Regions from separate parts of the Triticum aestivum genome. Here region 1 is linked to region 2. The links are chromatin contacts, called in public Hi-C maps. All regions are on one chromosome and are shown on one strand. The core of a region is the stretch at or near the end of the contact, and the rest is flanking DNA. Distances in the headings are between cores, read along the strand shown.

Region 1 (3,453 bases), core at 743-3,242, 220 kb before region 2:
CGGCCGAGTTAAGATTCGATGCGCATCTTTGTTGATCTCTGCTGATCAACTAGGCATAATCTTTTTTTATGTGTACTCTTCTTTCTCTCTCTAAAAAGATCTTAGCTTAGCAGCAGATCTGATCACGTGACAGACATGAATAGATCTACTAGCTGCCGCTGCTAGTTGTGTTTGGCATTATTATCTACGGACGGACCACATCACTTGTTTGTTGGATCTTAAATTATGTGGACTCTTTTGATGCTGCTGCTGCACAACATGTCAACATGTGGTGCCTCTGCAGCGGCTGAAAAAGCAGGCAGGTGCATCGTTGCTCTCTTTCTAGTACCACTGCTAGCTATCACCTCCATGATTCATGCAGCAGCCAGATGCGATATTTGTTCAACTTTTGCTCAATTATTATTATGCCAAACTCTCTAAACTTTTACTACTAACGAGTGTCAGTATAAAATACAAGGTAGAGGGTTCTCAAGAAAAATATCTGCCCATCCATCGAGCTGCTCTGAGTTTCTTCCTTTTTTTTCTTTATGTGCGCAAAGTCCTTTGGGAATTGCAGTGATGGAGACATGCTGGAAAAAAATATGTGCATGTAGTAGAGTGCAGTAGTGGTACTAACCGGGTGCCATGACTCGTCCTTTTCGATGTGGCCATGGTTCTGATGGTGCGTTCTGTGGCTGATCCTCCTGCACACACATAGCAAAATCAGATTCAGATCGGCTTCAGAAAAGGTTGATTAATGCCAGATTGGTACCACTCCATATAAATTACTCCTCCTAAACTAATTATTTGTTGCTAAAGAAACTCAGATGCATGCATGATAATGGAACTACTAGTACTCCAGCATTGGTGTGTGGTGTTGGAAGGACCTTGAAGACTGTGCAGCACCGCTAGCTCCTAGTAAACAAACCGTTGTCGGCAGTGATTCAATCAAACTTTTTTGTGTTTCCTTCCTTTAAAGAAAGATGGGTTTTTCCCAAGAGAAATTCTCTGCGGCCGCTTGCATGGGTCAACAGCGGTGGAACAGACATGCCTCACAGGCAATAGTGCTTTGTACATGTAAGTAAAAGGGAAATTGCTACTTCGCAACAGCAAAGTTTGTGTTGCCCTTTCCAACTTCTTTCGAGTAACATATTCAGGCGCGGGTTCTCTCCCTCTCGGAGATTTGTCAACAAAACAAAGGATTGCAAATTGCTTTTCTAGACTAGAAAACCGATAGTACTACTACACATTTGCGACGGAACGAGTAATAATCTTGCCCTGCAAGTAGTACCTCCCTCCTGGTTTACTTAGTAAAATGTATGTACAAAATTGTTACCAGCCATTGTACGGGACGAGAATAAATGTGTGCAGCAGGTGGCCGACGACGCTGTTGAGCGTGCCGCTGTCCGAGAAGCTCCCGTGACCACTGCAAGCGTAGATAGGTAGATGTATCAGATAGACAGGCGTATGATAGCAGTGCTACTAGGTAGCACCAAATGTGGCACGCCGCACGCATCGATCTGGGCAGGCCGGGAGCGAGAAAGAGGAAACAACAACGCACCAGTCGTGTCCGAGGACGAAGAGCGCCCAGAACATGGTGCCCTGGACGGCCCAGTAGAGCGGCCAGAGGGCCCAGCTGTCGGCCCGCCACGCGGCGGCGGCCAGCGCCGCCACGACGGCGACGTCGCGGGCGACGTAGGAGAGGGAGCGCAGGGGGCTCTTGCGCCAGCAGTGGGCCGGCACGGCGGCGCGGACGTCGCCGATGCGGAAGGGCGGCGGCTTGGCGGCGTCGAACTCGGAGCGGTGGTCCTCGGTGGCCTTGCAGCTCGCCTCCTGCTCCGGCCTCATTGCGGGGGCCATGGCCGCGGATGGATCTGTGCGTGTGCGTGGGGGAGGGGGAGCGGGGGGCAAGGCAATGGTAGGGGAGGAGAGAGAGATTCGGGAGGGGCTTGGCTTGGGTGGCCGGGCAGAGATACACCTCTCCTCCTCTCGTCTCGTCTCAATGGAGGAGGGGTGCGGGTGGGCCGCTATTTATAAACCGAGATTATAATTACCTGCCGGTTTGCAACTACGGGCAAGAGCTCCTGCTAAATTTTTGCTGGTATGCCCTAGTAGTGTACCGTAGTAGTAGTCCTGTAAACCAATTGAGTTTGGCCGGTGCACGTCCATCGTGCGACCCTGCTTGCCGTCCATACCATGCCCAGTGGGCCCTCCTCTTTTTCTTTCTCCATAATACACGGAGAGAATGAATTAAAGATTCGCCTATAAAGTGAGTTGAAATTTTTCTACACCTAAATCTGTTTTAAGGGCAACTCCAACGCACGTCCGCGACGTTTAGATTTTGTCCGTTTGAGGGTGACAATAGGGCGGCGGGTGGCCGAATTTGTGGATGCATCGGGCGTGCGCCCAATTCGCGGTCGCATCTAATCCACGTGCATGCAAATTTTTAAAAGCAACAAAAGATGTAGCTAAATGGCTGCGGCCATAGTTCACACCAGTTCATGACGGCCGGCAAAGCCAACAGCCTACAGAATGGTCACCCTCCAGTTTCACGCCGACAACAAAGCCAGCGGCCGGCACACCAGCCAGCCTTCAAAATGAACGGCCATAGTCCACGAGCGAGGTCTCACCTAGTTCAGGCCGTCTCAGGCGAACATCTTCGCGAACCAAGCTTCCTCTCCGGTGACATGTTGTTCTTGTCGACGCTCATGATCGCGAGTGCCACCTCTTTTGCTTTGGGATCGGCATTGGTGGCCTTGGTCTCGAGCTTCTTCAGATGAGCGGCCTCCTCAATGTCAAGCTTCCTCTTGGCGGCCTCCTCCATCTCAAGCTTCTTCGTTTGGAGTTCTAGGTATATCTTCATTTGCTCATCCTTCCCCTTGCTCCTTCTCTCCTCTCTCACTTCCTTTTGGCTCATCATGCATTCCAAAGTTTCCTGCAAGGCCATGGAAGACGCATCACGCCTCTTGTCGGCCTTTGAGCTGGTCTTGCCCTCGGCCTCTTGATCAAGTCTCCCTCCTCGGCCACGGCCGCCTTTCCTCCTTTCTTCCTACGAGCGGCATATTGGTCTTTGAACTTGGGGCAATCTTTGATGAGCGACCAACAATGCGTGAGAGTAAATGGCTTGTTCTTGTGCCGGGCCTTGAAGGCTTCCAAAGATTGAAATGCATACACAATCAAAGGTGTGACCGCAATTGTAACATGGAAGGACACAAGATGCATGAAACATAAATGGCATGCCAAGATGAAATGACACAAGATGGAAAAACGAGAGGTTCATACCAAGTCACCAACGCCTAGGCCACTCACGAGACGGGTTTCGACACTCAACCGCGGCACAATACTTGTTGCACTCTTGTTGAATGAACCCCCATCTCTTTTGATTGAGTTGATGTCGCGGGTGCTTGCAAATTGGTAGGGGGCAAACTTCCTTCGCTCATGAAAGGTTTTGTGAACTGTCATCCAAAAGATGGA
Region 2 (3,493 bases), core at 134-2,633:
GGCAGCAAGCTCCCCCTTTTCAGCCATGGATGAAATAATATCACATCCGCCCACAAGTTCTCCTCCAACAAAAACCTGTGGGAAGGTTGGCCAGTTGCTGTAGGTCTTGAGGGTCTCTCTCAACCCATGGTTGTGCTCCTCATCAAGAATATCTACGGATGCAAAATCCACTCCATGTGCCTCCAGGATCCCCACCACTCTTTGCGAGAACCCACACTGGGGAGCACTTCTTGATCCTTTGATGAAGGCAACCACTTTATTTTCCTTCACTAACCGATCAATCAACTGTTCAAGTGGCACAGTTAGCTGAACATGGCGACCAGGAGTCAAACGCAAATCTGCAGGTCTCTGTGGAGGACCGATCCAGGTGTGGTTCCCGGCAACATTCCCTGGTGGCGCCTTGCCAGTGGCTGCTATGTATTCTTCCATCCATGATTTCCAGGCATTAGTCAGGACACTTTTATCTGGTGTTTCCTCGTCTGGTATTGCAACCTGTAGAAATAAGTGTTATCAAATCCTCAAGTAGTATGTCAAACAGTCTTGCTAAGTCTCAGTCGATTGAAACTTAATAAAGTCTCAGTCGATGCTATATCTGTGAGATCTTACATTAAGATTCGTGCAAAATTTTCTTTTCAGTTTTTTCTTTTTCTCAGTCGACTGAGACCTAGCCACACCCTCAATGTCAAAACGTGTAGAGAGATAACTGGGAGTTGATACGTAGTCATTAGTGATTAAGTGTGTATAGCAAGACCGTGGGACAGGGCAATCATTTGCAGAAGTGTATAGCAAGACCGTGGGATAGCAATCAACCCTTAAGGTAAACTTGTTGAGAAGAAACCATGATCACTTCAGAAGCCTTCATCATCAAACACTACAGGACACCCTTTGCGCAATCCAGTTCCATGATGTAAATGAAATCCTACTGAATGGGAGATGCGTAACTGTGTATACCTTGACGGAGGCGCAGAGGTCAGCGGGCACCTTTCTGCGGTGCCCCTCGACGCTGGCCCTGACGTTGCGCGAGATCCCGAGAAACTGCAGGTCCCCGGCGGGGTCGAAGACTCCGTAGACCCCGGGCCTAGGGGGAAGCGCGTCCTCGTCGGGCAAAGTCTGGGTGGGCTCCTGCGGGATGGGGACGGGGGACGCCTCGGAGAGCTTGCTGAGGGCGGAGACGGACAAGAGGGCGCGGGGCGCGCGGCGGAGGATGGGCGCGAAGCGGAGAGTGCTGGAGGATGGGGTGGCTGGCACCGGGAGGAGGCGGAGGGAAGCGGCGGCGGCCGTGGAGGCGGTGGAGGTGGCCATGGGGAAAGTCATGGTAGCGCGGTTGAGCCGGAGAAAGGTGAGGTGGAGGTGTGTGGAGACGATGATGTCCAGCCGCGTGTTCTTCTTCTCGAACTGGGCTGGATGACACACGGCCGACGGCCTAATCGTTGAGAAAAGCCCAACTTTTCAACAAATTGAACTACTTGCTCCTATACGCAAAATGTTATTTTTTTTCTCGGTAAATACTCTGGGCCAGCTTCATTCGCCGGTTTTCATTTTTTGTCTTATTTTCCCTTTTATTTTTTCAGGTCATTATATCCCTTCCGTACCAATTATAAGATGTTTGGATATTTCAATATGAATTACATACAGACTAAAATGAGTGAACAAACACACTAAAGCGCGTCTATAAACATCCGATTCATAAAAAGTATAGAACATCTTATAATTAGCCATTATTTTAAAATTTTCATTCGATTTTCTACTGTGTACACAACACTTCTTGAAGGAAAAATGACGGTTTTTCAGTATACATTGTACCTTTAACACATGATAAACATTTTTTAGATACACAATGAACATTCTTGAAATACACTTTTAGTCTTTTATTTCAATTTTGTAAGTTGTTATAAAACATTTTCTCAATATAATTTTTTTACTAAGCCACCAATAGCTGTTTTTTAGATGAGTGAGCGCCACGCTAAAAAAATAGTGGTCAAAGGGTGTAGAGTGAGCGTTGAACCTGTTATAACGACAGCTCGGCGTTGAAGACGGGGAATAGGAGGTCCCAATCCTGACTATTTTCTCGCAAGAAAAATCCTAACTATTTGAAGCACCATCATAAAAAGCCTCAAATAGGTGGACTCTTTGTCCCGAGCCAACTCTTTTCTATGGGCACATCGTCGAGGCGATGTTTGGACATTTTGTGTGCCTTTTTTACTTTAACCTTTTGGCGGACAGTTTTATATCCAATCTTCAAAGGATTTTTCCTTTTCTTTTCATTTTTCTCTTTTCTATATCTTCATGTCTTTCTTTTTCCCTGTTTAAAAATAAATATAACCATTTTTTGATAAATACATTGATATTTTTAATACATGATTTAAAAAATGCAAGATCCCTTTTCAAAAATTTATCATCTTTTAAAAGCAAAATGTATTTTCAAATTAATGAATAGTACAAAATAACAAAGGAAAGTGAAAAGAAAAGAAAAAAGGAAAAATGCGGCTTTTGCTGGGCTTGTTGTAAGCAACTTTTCCTTTACGTATCGTTGTGCCATCAGATATTTTTTTGGCTAAATAAATCAGATTCATTTTTGAGAACTTGTTGTGCCATCAGATATACCATCAGGTATATCGTTGTGCCATCAGATATACCAGGAGCTTTGCCTAAAGGAAAGCCTAATGGGCCGGGCACTAGCGTTGTCCACTAAAAGTGATGTTTTTTCCTTTTACATTTACTTTCTAATAATGTTGTAATTAATAGAAAATCATTATGTGTAAAAATAGAAATGTTTACGTATTAAAAATATTGTGGTTGAAAAGAAATGTTCATGCAGTAGAAAAAATATATCCCTTTATATTCTTAAAAATGCCCATACTTGTTTTGAATGTTTATGGCGTGTAATGTTCATGTACATGAAAAATATGTTAATCTATATAAAAATATTCTTATATTCCTAAAAACTATTCAGATATTGACATAAAAAGGGAAAAGTTAAATGACACGAATATAAAAACCAACAAGAACAGAAAAACTAAAATTGGAGACAAGAACGATGGTGAAAAAGGAACAAATAAATCAAAAGAAAAGAAAAAGAAGCATTTTGTTAGGCAAATAAGAAGAAGCAAATAAAAAATATAGCCGAGGAACCCCTATTGGGCTCGGCCCATCCACCAGGCAACGCGAGCATAGCGACAATAATGCCCACAATGGGTGCATATTTCACACGTGCAACACACATCTGGCTAATGCTTCAATCACACACGTATAAGGAAACCACGACAATCCGACGAAAAATCATGCATTCAAAAATCCGACGAAAAATCCCGCAAGAAAAAAAAAACCGACGGAAAAGGGACTCACGAAGGTTGCATGCAACATAGCCACCGTATGGAAGCTGACCAACATTGAAAAGTATTACTTGGGATTAGGTCAAGGGGGCGTATGATTCAACGGTTTTCTCACTGAAGAGAGTATGAGCGAAAAATAAATATAATATAAAACAAAAGTG

What was found. A called contact is a pair of places that touch in the nucleus more often than the background predicts.
Region 1: a contact with region 2 is called in a Hi-C map of leaf, with 3 times the contacts expected there. The contact joins the promoter of LOC543189 here to the promoter of LOC123111422 in region 2. A contact is called at or near these places in 2 of 5 Hi-C or Micro-C datasets (both in leaf) and 1 of 1 datasets of contacts at active chromatin or transcription factors (leaf).

What each region holds. Positions count from the first base shown.
Region 1 is chr5B:285,349,915-285,353,367 of IWGSC CS RefSeq v2.1, reverse strand. It overlaps LOC543189 (fatty acid desaturase DES3), which reads right to left and starts at 1,992. Exons shown (of 8, transcript XM_044532217.1): 1 at 1,541-1,992; 2 at 1,316-1,405; 3 at 617-683. The coding sequence starts at 1,839.
Region 2 is chr5B:285,131,048-285,134,540 of IWGSC CS RefSeq v2.1, reverse strand. It overlaps LOC123111422 (monothiol glutaredoxin-S12, chloroplastic), which reads right to left and starts at 1,383. Exons shown (of 2, transcript XM_044532216.1): 1 at 952-1,383; 2 at 1-492. The coding sequence starts at 1,314.